Linked DNA regions of Sus scrofa: regions 1 and 3 are each linked to region 2. The links are chromatin contacts, called in public Hi-C and HiChIP or PLAC-seq maps. All regions are on one chromosome and are shown on one strand. The core of a region is the stretch at or near the end of the contact, and the rest is flanking DNA. Distances in the headings are between cores, read along the strand shown.

What was found. A called contact is a pair of places that touch in the nucleus more often than the background predicts. HiChIP or PLAC-seq counts read pairs in DNA pulled down with a chosen protein or histone mark.
Region 1: a contact with region 2 is called in an H3K27ac HiChIP or PLAC-seq map of alveolar macrophages. The contact joins the enhancer-like site here to the promoter of NCLN in region 2. A contact is called at or near these places in 6 of 47 Hi-C or Micro-C datasets (embryonic fibroblasts, epiblast stem cells, fetal liver and 3 more) and 1 of 2 datasets of contacts at active chromatin or transcription factors (alveolar macrophages).
Region 3: a contact with region 2 is called in a Hi-C map of liver, with 4 times the contacts expected there. The contact joins the promoter of GNA11 here to the promoter of NCLN in region 2. A contact is called at or near these places in 1 of 5 promoter capture datasets (liver), 6 of 47 Hi-C or Micro-C datasets (embryonic fibroblasts, fetal skeletal muscle, liver and 2 more) and 1 of 2 datasets of contacts at active chromatin or transcription factors (alveolar macrophages).

Annotation. Positions count from the first base shown.
Region 1 is chr2:75,471,700-75,476,501 of Sscrofa11.1, reverse strand. All of the region lies in intron 2 of LOC110259368 (a long non-coding RNA gene), which reads right to left. Among named protein-coding and RNA genes, the nearest start is that of GNA11, 17 kb to the right of the region's middle. Within about 2 kb of position 2,796, at least 13 of the 83 cell types and tissues checked have an H3K27ac peak or open chromatin away from gene starts, as enhancers often do. A contact at or near this core is called in alveolar macrophages and fetal liver, where this site is marked.
Region 2 is chr2:75,388,027-75,392,337 of Sscrofa11.1, reverse strand. NCLN (nicalin) reads left to right here and starts at 1,737. Exons shown (of 14, transcript XM_021084134.1): 1 at 1,737-2,105. The coding sequence starts at 1,922.
Region 3 is chr2:75,455,560-75,460,296 of Sscrofa11.1, reverse strand. GNA11 (G protein subunit alpha 11) reads left to right here and starts at 3,442. Exons shown (of 7, transcript NM_001044538.2): 1 at 3,442-3,580. The coding sequence starts at 3,445.

The DNA of each region.
Region 1 (4,802 bases), core at 1,547-4,046, 83 kb before region 2:
CCCTTGGGGCCAAGCTTAACAATGACTGTGTTTTGTTTTTGTGCTTTTTCGTCTCCCTGGAGCTTTAGGCTTCACCCTTGGGAGCCTGGCATTGGCAGGGCTGGGAGCTGCTGTTGGGGTGTTTAAGGCCTTTAAAAGGTGCTCCCAGTCTTTCCCTGGGGCTGTGTGCTAATGAGGTACCATGATTAGGAGGCCACCTCTAGCAGATGTATCTCTGGGGACACCTGGACACATTTAGGGGCTGTAGGGAGCAGGAAGCCATGTCTGTCCACCTGGCCTGCCCTCCAGAGGCTCCCGCTGCCTCCCTCAGACACCTAAGGGCCAAGGGCCAGCTGCAGCTGTGCACCTGGTGGGCTGTGTGGTTCTGGACCATAGTCTCTCCCTCTCTGGGCCTCAGCTTTCCCATCTATATAGCGGGTGCAGGCATAGCACAGACCCCACAGGACCTGCAACTGCTGTTTTCGCTCCCTGGAACCTAGATCCCTGCACCCTCCCCTGAACAAAATAAATGCCCCCCCTCATTGTCAGAGGCCAGGGTCTACCAAACTCTCATATCACCGGCACTGTCCCAAGCACTGGAGGTGGGCACCATATTCACTCCCATTTTACAGCTGAGGAAACTGAGCCCCACCCCCCTGCCCCCCAACAGACTTGTGTTGAAGCCTTTACCCTCAGCCGATAGTGTTTGGAGTGGGGATCTTTGGGAATGGAGTTAGGGTTAGATGAGGTCATGAAGGTGGGGCCCTCATAATCGGATTAGTGCCCTTATAAGAAGAGGAAGAGGAGTTCCCTTCATGGCTCAGTGGTTAATGAACACAACTAGGAACCATGAGGTTTCAGGTTCCATCCCTGGCCTTGGGTTCCATCCCTGGCCTCGCTCAGTGCGTTAAGGATCCACCGTTGCCGTGAGCTGTGGTGTAGGTCACAGACTTGGCTGGGATCTGGTGTTGTGGCTGTGGTGTAGGCTGGCAGCTTATAGCTCCAATTCAACCCCTAGCCTGGGAACTTCCATATGCTGCAAGTGCAGCCTAAAAATAAACAAAAAAATAAATAAATAAAATAAAAAAAGAGGAAGAGATAAGAGCTGTCTCTCTACTATGATAGGGCACAGCAAGAAGACACTATCTGCCACCCAAGGAGAGAGTTCTCACCAGACACTGACCTTCCTGGAACCTTGGACTACAAGTCTCCAGAAGCATGAGAAATAGATTTTGGTCGTTTAAGCCCATCTATGGTATTTTCTTATGGCACCCCAAGCTGACTAAGGCAATGGGCTATGTGATTTAATCCCCAGAATAGTCCCAAGAGGAAGTGGCTCTAGCCAAGGAGACCCAGGGGCTCAGAGAGGGCAAGACATACCCCTAAGTTCACACAGCCAAGAAGTGATAGAGATGAGATTCCATCTCCAGTCTGGCGAGTTCTCTGTCCTGCATGTATCTCCTTAACTTTCCCCAGATGCCCCCAAGCCAGTCCTGGGAGGCAGTGTAGCCTCCTAGTTAATAGGCAGCTGCGGGTTTGTATCCTCACTCTGGCCTTTTACTTGTTGAGTGATGAGGACCAAGTCAAGTCCTCTCTCTGCACCTTTGTTTTCTCATCTGCAAACAGAAGTCCTAAGAGTTCCAGAAAGTTGTAAGGATGGAATGAAATCCAGCGTGAGGCTCCCCTTAGCTGGGTGTTAGAAGTGTACATTAACTGAAATGAAAGGAAATTAAAAAATTGAGCTCCTCAGTTGCACAAGCCACATCTCAGGGGCTAGCCACTGTGGCTGGTGGCCACCCCACTGGACAGGGAAGATGCCCATCATTGCCCCCCATGGCAGGAAGTTCTGTGGAGAGCATGGCCTTGAACATTCTTCTTCTTCTTCTTTTTTTTTTTTTTTGTCTTTTTGTCTTTTTGTTGTTGTTGTTGTTGCTATTTCTTGGGCCGCTCCCACGGCATATGGAAGTTCCCAGGCTAGGGGTTGAATCGGAGCTGTAGCCACCGGCCTACACCAGAGCCACAGCAACGCGGGATCTGAGCCGCATCTGCAACCTACACCACAGCTCACGGCAACGCCGGATCGTTAACCCACTGAGCAAGGGCAGGGACCGAACCCGCAACCTCATGGTTCCTAGTCGGATTCGTTAACCACTGCGCCACGACGGGAACTCCGGCCTTGAACATTCTTGAGCATTGGTTTTCAGCTGGGGGTGATTCTGTCCCCAGGGGACACTGAGTGATGTCTGGAGACACTGTGGTTGTCACAACTGGAGGGCTGCTGGCACCGGGTGGGTGGAACAGGGAGGCTACTCATCACCCCACAGTGCCCATGACGGCCCCAAGAGGATGAGCTGACCCCCTGTCTGCAGTGCTGGAGGGGGTGGGGGGACACTGGAGTAGGACAGTGGGTCTCAGGCAGGTCCCAGCAGCATCACCTGGAGTCTTGATAGAAAGGCAAAATCTCCGGCCCCACCCCCAGCCAGCAATGCTGCTCACATCCTGCAATGTCCAGGACAGCCCAAATGTCCCCTGTGCCAAGCAGGAGCGACCCCAGACTAGAGCTATGGCGGCCACTAGCCATACACTGTCAAATAGTCTTACGCGTCAATTGATGGAAATGAAATGAAATGAAAAATGTATGTCCCCAGTGGCCCTGGCCACCGCTCCGGGGCTCAAGCGGCTAGTGTGCCGAGCAGCACCGAGCTGGAGTATTCCCGTTCTGGCAGAAAGCGCTTTCGCTCCCCAAGGTCAGGCCAGCCTGTCAGCGCTGGCTCCACCCACTAACAGGGACCGAGATTGCGATTCCAGGATCGACCACATGGGGGCAGCATGTCCCAGGAGCTGAAGCCCCCGGGCAGAGGCTGAGCAGGTAGCAGGCAGCCCTCAACTGGCGGGCTAGAGCGTCCACCGTGGGCCAGACTCTGTGCTGGACACGGCGCTGCACTCCAGACAGTCTAGTCCAGGTTACCCTCTCGCCCTTGGACATTGGTCTGTGCGGACCGTCCTGGACACTGTGGGGTGCAGAACAGCATCCCAGGTCTCACCCACTCCATGCCAGAAGCCCCCCAGTTGTGACAACCAGATGTTCCCAGACATGGCCTATTGTCCCCAGGGGAGGCAGGACTGCTCTGAGAGAGACCCATTGGATTAGGGGATTGCATGGACCCCCAAGAGGCTGGTTTCTATGACCATCAGACCACCGAGGTCTTGGGATGCTGTACACATTTAAATGCACACCTAGTGGGAGGGGCGCAGTGACTCAGGTAGTGGGGGCCACTCTGGTCTACACCAGCTGACCATTGGAGATTTATTCTGGTGTGTAATTTGAGCTAAGAGATCAAAATCATTTTTTCCCCCAAATAATTAACACAGGGTCCCTCCACCTCTAGGACATTTGGGGCCAGGTCATTCTCTGGGGTTGGATGTTCTGGGCACTGTGGAGGGTTGAGCAGCATGCCAGGGCCCCACCTAGTTGATGCCAGAAGCCTGTGGTATGACAACCACAGATGTCCCCCAACATCGACTGGTGTCCCCTGGGGGCAGAATCCCACCCCCCAAGTTGTGACAACCAGAAATGTCATCAACATTGCCAGCTGGCAGCTGTCTGTCTGTCTCTCTTTTTTATTTTTTTAGCTGAGTCTGAGGCAGGTGGAAGTTCCTGGGCCAGGGATGGAATCTGTGCCACAGCAGTGACAATGCTGGATCCTTAACCCGATTTGCCACCAGGGAACCCCTGCCGTCTGTCTCTCCCTCCATAGGGCAAAATTACACCCAGCTGGGAATCACCATTTTAGTGAATCAACTCATCAGACAGTTAATATTTAAATTATGAAACAAGATGCAGTATATAAGGGGGGCCTTCAAACTTTTTTTGACCATGACATCTTCTCCCAGTAAAATTAAATTAACTAAAAATATGTATACCAGAGTTCCTGTTGTGGCTCAGTGGTAATGAACCTGACTAATATCCATGAGGACACAGGTTTAATCTCTGGCCTCGCTCAGTGGGTTAAAGATCCGGCATTGCTATGAGCTGTGGGGTAGGCCTGTGGCTGCAGCTCTAATTCCACCCCAAGCCTGGGAACTTCTATATGCCATGGGTGTGGACCTAAAAGGACTATATTATATATATGCATATGTATACCTACCTACTACTCAGGACACAAATTTAAATATGTGCATCCCCCCAATAAAAGTTGACCAAGATAACACTTGCCCCTGCTAAGCATGATGCGTTATGATATTTCCCGTTCTATATTGCTGAAAATGAAAATGTGAGTCTTGACTCACTGAATTGATTTCTCCACCTACAGATGGACAAAAACAGTGATGCAGAGTACAGGCTGATGAAGGACCCAAACCAGAAACCCAAACCCTGAGGTCCCTTGGGCCAGGGTCACAGCATGGAAAATGGTCAAGGACTAGTGTCACAACCTTGACCAGTGTTGCAGGCATGACTTAGAAGGAGGCCAGGCCTGGAGAGCTAGTGGCCCGGCTGCACATGTATCAAGTTCAAGAGCAGGTCAAACCAACCCGTGGGCAGAGGACGTGAGTAGACTTTTCTGCAGTTGTGCAAATGGCCCAAAAGTGCATGAAAAGCTGTTTAACATCTTTCATTAGTCATCAGGGAAATGCAAATTAAAACCACAGGGAGATACCCATTAGGACCTCTATGAAAAACCAACCCAACCCAACCCCCACCCCCCAAAAAAAGTAACAAGCATTGACAAGGCTGGAGAAATCAGACACCTCCTGCTCAGCCCGTGGGAATGGAAAATGATGCAGCTGCTATGGAAAATAGTTCAGTGGGTCCTCAGAAGTTC
Region 2 (4,311 bases), core at 488-2,987:
TCTGAGCCAAGTTCAGGCTGTTTTCTTTCTCTAATTCTGGGTGAGTGTGTGTGTGCGTGTGTGTGAGAGACGCATGTGCATGTCTTGCCTGTTCATAGCCTGGAGTGGAAGAATAGGGTTGGATGGAGAAGCAGGTAATAAACATTTGCTGCTGAGGATTATGTGGGCCAGAATGAGTTCTCATCCCTTTCCCAGCCCTACCGGGCCGCTCATTACTCCTGGTGCCTAGGACCTCCCTGGAGAGGCCTCGGGATGGCCAGAAGCAGGGGACATAGCTGGGAGGGCTGGGCTGGTGTGTTGGGGTGTTCATGACTCTTTCATTCACTCACGCAACCACTGTGTGTCAGGCTCTGTTCTGGACACTGGAGTTCCAGCGAAAAATAACCTGGTGCCTGCCCACATAACGGTCACAGTTTGGTAGGGTTGACAAGCCTCAAACTAAGAGATGCCCATCATTTCAGTAAGGAGCTAGCCATGCAGAAAGGTGGGGTGGGGGAGGGGCGTGAGTGTTTCGCAGGGATAGCAGATGCAGCAGCTCTGAGGCTGCACAAGCTTGGTGCTTTCTCCTAATACCAACACTTATTGAGCATTTCACGTCTGCCTTGCTTTTTCCAAGTCGGTTCACGTGGATTATCTTATTGAATCTTTACACACCCCTGGGGAGCCCAAGAAGAGTGTTTGATGATCATATTTGGCAGCTGAGGAAAAAGAGGGTCAGAGAGGTGAAGCAACATGCCCAAGGTCACACAGCCTGGGAAGTGGATGAGCTGGGACTTGAACCCATGCTATTAATCAGCATAACTGCCACTTCTCCCTTGGGTAGGAGGGAGGGCCCAATTCCTTTGGCAACAGTATCAGAGTCTGGGGGCTAGGGCCAGTGTGCTCTGCACCCTGTGGCCTCGGTCTTCCCATCTGTACAAGAGGGTGTGAATTACTAATGCTCTTCAACGCCTCCAGGGACCCTGAGACAATTGGATTCTTAGGGTGCCCAGATAAGAAAATACAAATCTGAGACACCCAGTGAAATTTGAATTTCTAACACTAAACTTTTTTTTTTTTTTAATATGAGAATGTCCCCAATATAAATAAGCATAAGCACAAAATAATTATCTCTCCAATCTTGGCACAACGCCTGGCTCCTGACTACAAGTCCCACAATCCATTGCGACATCCCTTAGGAACCTTCTATCAGGATTTCTTTATTCTATTTCATTCATTTATCCAAAAATTATATAAACCATCCACTGTGTGCTAGACCCTGTGTTACGTTATGAGGTATAAATCAGTGCACAAAGCAGACAAAATTCTTTGTCCTTATGTAGTTTAACATCTATATTCTTTGGGAATTTTAAGTGATTTTTCTCCAACTTCTGTCTAAAAGACTCCAGCTCCCATGACCCCTTGCGCTTGCTCAATTAGACTACAATTCCCAGGAGACCTAGAGTATCACGTTCCACTCCCCCCCGCCCCCCGTCCCCAATTGCTTCCAAACTTACTTCCGGGTCGCGAGGTCACATCCTGCAACACACCCCCTTCCCTCCTCTTTTCCCAAAGTAAAGCAGAATTTCAGTAAGTTCCACTGCTAATAGCATTTTTAAAGTCTCTGTAGCTTCTGGCTTGGAGTTTATGTGAAACTTTAGCCAAACGGTCCCCTTCACCCTTCGCCATCTGGAAGTAACGGAATGGGCCTACGATTCCCAGATGCCTCCGCGCGCGCCTGGAGAACTACAACTTCCAGTCGGCAGGGCGGCGGGCATGTAGCCCTCAGCGGTGCCCTCAGGACCCCGAAGCGGATGCAGGCTGCCCGGCACGGCGCCCGCAGGACCCCGGCGCCTACCCATGCCGAGGTGAGTCCGCGGGAGTCGCCGCTGTCGCCGTCCCGTCCCCGCCGCCGCCCCGCGCGGCCCCGCCGCCGGCCAGGATGTTGGAGGAAGCGGGCGAGGTGCTGGAGAACATGCTGAAGGCGTCGTGCCTGCCACTTGGCTTCATCGTTTTCCTGCCCGCCGTGCTGCTGCTCGTGGCGCCGCCGCTGCCAGCCGCCGACGCGGCGCACGAGTTTACCGTGTACCGCATGCAGCAGTACGACCTGCAGGGACAGCCCTATGGTACGTGGACCCGGGCCCCTCATCTCCCCACGGAGTCCGGCTCTCCTCCTGGGCCCCTGGCCTACCCCGGCTTTGCCTACCCCAACCTGCTTTCCCACTCAGACTCCCCCTTTACTGGGGCCCTGGCCTACTCCAGCCGGGATACCTCTCTCCCTTGGTTTGGTCTCTGCTCTTCGGGCCCTAGGACCCGTCTCTCCCACCTGTCTAGCAGGAGTCCAAGCGCAGACCTCACTTGGTCTCTAGACTCTTACCCAAGACCCCTGGCAAGTCAGAGCCTGAACACCTAGATCCACGCTAGGCCCCCAGCTCTCTCTGCCTAATGCCCCAGGAACCTGCTGCACTGGCACTCCCAGCTCCCCGGCCCCGACAAGGGCTATATGCTCCAGAAGTCAGAGCTCTTACTCTCAGGCCAGGCTCCTCCTGCGTTTGGACTCCTGGGTCCCCTCTCTCTCTGATTCCCACGTGGACCAGAGCTCCAACCTTTGACCTACTTGACTTGGACTGGAGCCTCTCAGCTCGGTTCTGCCAGGCTGAGCTTCCCAACCATCCATAGCCCAGAGCACCCTGGTGCTCTTTGTCCAGTGCCCACATTCTGCCCCCCTTAGGGCTCAAGAGCTCTGATCGCCAACCTCAGCGTGGCCCGGTGTCCAGGTCTCTCTCTCCTAGGCTCTGCTTCCTGGTCGCAGCTTATGTGTCAGGTTCCTCAGAAGGGCTTAGCTAATCCCTCCGCCCCCACCCCCTTTCAGTCCCTTGTGTTTGGGCTCCTGAAATCTCCTAGACCCCATATTTTGTTCTCTCCTTTGGTGCATACCCATCTGTCGGCTTCCTGGGACACTCCCGCTCCTTCCCAGGATTTCAGACGCAGAGGCCTAGATCCTACTCCCCAGCCCTGTTCCCTCATCTCTCAGACCTCGTTGCCCAGCTCATTTTAAATTCCCCTCTCTTTTCCCAGCTTTGCTGTATCTGGTGTTCCAGAACCTTCCGGCCTGGTGTCTTAGGTCCCCACAAGTTAACGCCTGCCCTCCCTATGAGGAAACCCCCTCCCCATTCCTCCTGGTCCTGGTTCATCTCTGAGCCCTGGTTCTATTGGACTTGCCCCTGCAATTGGGACCTTAGGCCCAGCCTGGACCCCCTGCCACTGCCGGGCCCTTGAGGGGCCCCGGTTTCTTGGGACTTTCTCTCAGATCCTTCCCTGTCCCAGAGTTATGTCATTTCTGTTTAGTGCAATGATTGTCAACCTACGGGTCACTGAGTGATGACTGTTGTTGTCATGGAGGGGGGCCTCTGGCATTGAGTGGATGGGGCCAGGAAGGGTGCTCCACCCCACACAGTGCCCAGGATGGCTCCCCCACAGAATGGTCTGGGCTGGAATGTCAGCAGTGCCAAGAGGGGGCTTACAGTGATGGCTCTAGACCCGAGGCCCCAGGCTCCTAACCAGTGGGTTAGAAAGCCAGGAGCCCTAACGTGTGGTCCGTCTGTATGCATTGTTGGCATCCTCCTGAGGAGACAGTGCTGTCACGGCAGTGCTGTCGCAGGTGGCCACTGAAGATGTAGTTCATGCAACGGAGGAAAGGGATCTTCAGCGTTATTTAATTGTAATGAGCTGCTGTCCTGGTCTGGACAATCCTGAAATCCAGCAGGTCCAGATCCTGGAACTCTCCAGGAGGAGTTGCCCGCCGTTCCCTCACCTCATCAATCTGGCCTGCCTGCTGGGTGGCCCACTCTCCCCTCTGCAGATGGGTACTTCAGACTAGTGTCCTCCTTGAGAACCCTCTCTGCTTTCTCCCTGCCCTCCTCCCTCCCCTGTTCTGCCTCTCCTGCTGAGAAGCTGGGGATATGCTGGGGACAGAGGGAGCCCCTGGCTCTGCCGGTGGTGGAAGCTTTGAGAGTTGACCTGCTGGGTCATTGCTGATTGCAGAGTCCCCAGTGTCACCGCGCACACCCTTGCTCCCCGCCCCGCCTCCTGGTGCAACCCTTGCTGGGCCTCCTTTCCCAATTTCCTGTTCGCTCCTGTTGAGAAACAGGCGGGCGGGCTGCTGGGAAGGAGAGGCGTGTGCTCTTTGAGCTGGGGTGTGAGCTGGGCCCTGGGGTGTGACCTCATCCCCCCCCCCCTGCCCCGGACTCTGGCCCTGCTAGGGTGGCCTGCTTGTGCCCATCTCACTTGGTCCACATTGAAACAGGTCCTGGGAGGTGGGGATGTAACCAA
Region 3 (4,737 bases), core at 2,193-4,692, 66 kb before region 2:
TAGCTGCATCTGCGACCTGCACCACAGCTCACGGCAATGCCGGATCCTTAACCCAGTGAGCAAAGCCAGGGATGGAAGCCGCATCCTTATGGATACTAATTGGATTTGTTACCACAGAGCCACGACGGGAACTCCCTGCCATATTCTATTTGTTAGAAGTGCATCACTAAAACAGAAGTAGAAGAAGGAGCAGGAGGAGGAAGAGGAAGAAGAAGGAGGAGAAGGAGGAGGAGGAGGAAGAAAAGGAGAAGGAGGAGCAAAAAGAAGTGAATCACAAGAGTTCCTGTTGTGGCTCAGAGGGTTATGAACTCTGACTAGAGGGTTCCATCCCTGGCCTCACTCAGTGGGTTAAGGATCTGGCATTGCCGTGAGCTGTGGTGTAGGTCGCAGACACGGCTCGGATCCCATGTTGTTGAGGCTGTGGTGTAGGCCAGCAGCTGCAGCTCTGATTTGACCCCTAGCCTGGGAACTTCCATATGCCACGGGTGTGGCCCTAAGAAAGAAAAAAGAAAAAAAAAGTGAATCACTAAATTCAACACACATCCTAGGCATGGGGGTGAATTACACGAGGCCGTGAATACCAAGAAGCGGGGCTCACTGGGGGCCATCCTAGAGTTATCTCCCACTGTTCTCTAGTATTTGACTCTTTCAGCAAACATTAAGCTTCTACTGTGTACTTCACAAGAAACTTCTCCTTGGCTACTCACAACAGCTCTCTGAAAAGCAGGTAGTATTATGTTCACTTTACAGATGGGGAAACTGGTCCAGAGATACTAAGTCACCCACCAGCAATCTATACCAGAGTTAAGTGGCAAAAGGAAGGATCCATCCTGAGGTTTAAGTCCTGTGTGAGGAGGAGGCTGGAGGTGGTAAGCAGCAGAAGCAGAGAAGGGAAGAAAGTGCAATTATTTTTTTTTTTTCTTCAGAGAAAAAAAAAGCACCCAGAAGCGCTGGGTTCCTTCATCGATTTCACAAACATTTATCGATCACCTACTGTATAGCAGGTGCTGTTTTTGGCTGTGGGGACACCACAGAGAGCAAGATGGACAAAGTTCCCTGCACACGTAGCACTCCCACATGAGGGTGGGCGATTCCACTCATTGCTACCCAGGAGTTTTGCTGGGGGAGGGAAGAGGCCAGAGGCTCTGTGCTGGACGAGGGGGACCCCACGGTCACCAAGACACTGTGGTCACTGCCCTCCAGGAGTTCACAGTCTGGTGGGGGAGACAGAGAGCAAACAACAAAGAACCCATCCATTCTTCCCTTCAATACTTATTGAGCACCTACTGTGTACTATACTAGAGGCAGCAGTGATCAGAACAGAGAACCCTACAATAGGGTGAGGAGGGAACAGGCAAGCAAAGAAGATGATTTCGGGCTGTGGAAAGGGCTGTGGGAAAGTCCAGCAGGGTGCTGCTGGGGTGGGGGGGTGGCATTGGAAAGGTCTGGCCTGGAAAGACCTGGCCTGACGGCCCCTGGAGGAGGGGACATTGGAGCCAAGGTCCAGGGGACAATGTTTCTGTTCATTTCCCTGGTTACAGTTCTTTATTCAAGTGGAGCTTTCCTCTATTTGTGGGACAGGGTGTGGAGGGGGACCCCAGACCCCTGCCCTGACTGCGTGTCCAACTAGGGTGGGGGCAGAAGGGCCAAGATCAGAGCCTTAAGGAGCCAACCTTTCCTCAGTCCCAATCAACTAATCAGTGGAGACCTTGACCTTCCCCTCTCCCCTTATCTCAAGACAGGTGAGCACAGTGTTCAAGGTGCAGCTTGGAAGGTACATGATGTGATCTGGGCAGAGCCGGGGGTGGGGGTGGGGGTTCCAGCCAAGTCAGGGCTGGGGGAGGTGCCGATGTCAGGGAACTGTGGAGAATGGCACCTCACTTTCCTTGTCCATGAAATGGGTCTCAGCATGAGGAGCACCTCAGACTTTTATACTTTTCCCATCATTCGAAACACATGGGTTGAGTACCTCCTGTGTGTTTGGGCCTCTTTCTAGGTCTCTTTCTGTTAAGAGGCCAGACAGTGAAATTTTTTTTTTTTTTTTGTCTTTTCTAGGGCTGCACCCGCGGCATATGGAGGGTCCCAGGCTAGAGGTCAAATTGGAGCTGTAGCCGCCAGCCTATGCCAGAGCCACAGCAATGCCAGATCCAAGCCACATCTGCGACCTACACCACAGTTCACAGCAACGCTGGATCCTTAATCCACTGAGCCGAGGCCAGGGATTGAACCCATAACCTCATGGTTCCTAGTCTGATTCATTAACCACTGAGCCACGATGGGAACTTCCAGATAGTAAATATTTTAGGGCTGTAGCAACTACATAACTCTGCTGGTGCAGGGTAAAGGCAGCAAATCTCCATAAATGAATGGGCGTGGCTATGCTACCATAAAATTAACTTGGCAGGACTCGGTATATAGTAGGCACTTCATTAATCCTTGTTCCCTGACTGTAATATAGTAGCGCTGCACTAATACCTGGTCCATGCCTGGTATATAGCAAGTGTTGCATTAATGCTTGGACATGCAAGGTTTACAGTAAGCATTCCACTAATGTTTGTTTCCTGCCTGGTATACACCAGGCATTGCATTAATGCTTGGTTACATCGTGGGCACGGCATTAATAGCTGGTCCAGGCCTGGTATACAGCAAGTACTCCATTAATGCTCATTCCATACCTGGCATACAGAAGGCCTTACATTAATGCTAAGCCCAAGTCTGGTATATAGGAGAGGTTCCCTTAATGCATGCTCCAAGAATGGTTGAGAGTAAGGTTCATTTCTGGTCAGGCAATGGCAGGGTCCTGGGAGGCCGTGAATGCTGGTACCTCGCTGCCTCACATGGAGCCCGACGGATCGACCGACAGCAGCTGCGGATCTGAGCCTTTAGCTCCAGCATAGCCGAGCAGGGCCGAGCGGAGCCGAGCGCAGCCGAGCCGCCCTGCAGAGTCCGCCACATTCCCACAATCCCGGGCGGCCCCGCCCGGCTCCCAGCTGCGCGTCCCCCTTCCCACGTCGGCGCAACCTAACCCTCGGGCGCGCCCGCCTCGCCCCGCCCCGCCCCGCCCGTGCGACGCCCCGCCCAGCCCAGCTGCTAGTCCCGCCCCCGCGGCGGGCGCGCGGGCCACCGCCCCCTCCCATTGGCCGCACTGGCCGCCCGTCGGCGCTGTGCGGGCGCGGGTTAGGTTGTGAGGCGCTGTCGCTCGGTCGCGGCGGCTGCGGTTGGCGGTGGCGGCGGCAGTGGCGGCGGCGGCGGCGCGGGCAGAGGGCGTCCGGGCGGGATCAGCGGCCAAGCGGGACCGGCGCTCGCAGGTGGCCGAGGCTGACCGCCGGCCCGGGGGCCGAGCGCCGAGGGCCAGGCGGGCGCGGCCAGGGCAGCTCCGGGCCAGGGCCGGGCCGGCCGGGGGGCGACGGCGGGGGCGGCCGGCGGGCGGCCGGGGCCGGAACGATGACTCTGGAGTCCATGATGGCGTGTTGCCTGAGCGATGAGGTGAAGGAGTCCAAAAGGATCAACGCCGAGATTGAGAAGCAGCTGCGGCGGGACAAGCGCGACGCCCGGCGCGAGCTCAAGCTGCTGCTGCTCGGTGAGTGGGCCTGGCCTGCGGGGTCCCCAGGGCCAGCGGCGCGGGGACGGCCGAGCGTGGCGGCCCTGCGTGGTGTCCACGGTGGGGACCCCGGGCCTTGGGGTCAGCGTACTCGGTGCCGTCGGCCTCTGGGCCACCTAAACCCCGCAGGGTCATCCCCAATCTCTGCTGTACAGGCTGAGTCCCTGAAACGCGAGGGGCCAGCTCCTGCCTCTGCTGTCCACATCAGCGCCCCAGAGCCTCAGGATCTGCCCGTGCCTCTTCTTTCCATGGCAGGGCCCTGATCCCCAATCCCCGAAGTGTCAGTCCCCAGTCTCTGCTGTCCAGAACGGGCCCGGGTTCCTTCAGGATTAGCCCTCGCCCCTCCTGTCCAGGTGGGCTCCCAGGACGCTTCGGGATCAGTCCCGGCCTCTGCTGTCCACTCCTTGATCCCTGCAGGGCCAGCTTCTGCTTCTGCTCTCCAGGTCAGGCCCCCATAACCCTGGAGGGTCTGCCCTATGCCCCTTCTCTTGAGACACGGCCTCTCCCTGCACAGGGCTGGCCCTCCGTCTCTCCCCCACCAGGTGTGCCCCCCTTGCTGACCCCAGCATCTGTTCAGGTCCAGACCTTCCGGCTGTAGTCCAGTAGATGTGCCCCTTGCCTCCTGGGATCCTTTCTCCACTCTTCCCACCAGGTGGAGCCCTGTTCCCTGCGTGCAGGGCCCCTCCAATCTCCGTTCTCTCAGACCAGTCTGTGTGGGGAAGACCCATGTCCCTGCCAGTGAGGTACACCGCATGGGCGAGAAGACAGCCTGTCCCCTTTTCTTGGGGTCGGGGCAGGTGGAGCCCCAGAGGGGCCTTAGCCGGTTTTCAGAACTGGCCAACTCGGCAACCCCCCCTATGTCTTAGTGGGAGCCTGGGCTCCCCGGTCCTCCTCTCCTCCTGGAGAAGACTCCTGTTCGAATCTCCATCTCCCCAAGGCACACCTGTTGGTGGGAGCCAGTCGGCCCAGCTGTCAGCGAAGTGTTGTCACCCCAAATAAGGGTTGTTGGAGGCCTTACCTCCGCAGTCAAAGGCAAGAAGGTCGTTTACACAACAGAAGCCCTTGCCCTACCTTCTCTGGACCTGGGCTGCATTCCTGCACTGTGGGAAAGTTGGAAATGCAGCTGCGATGGGCCG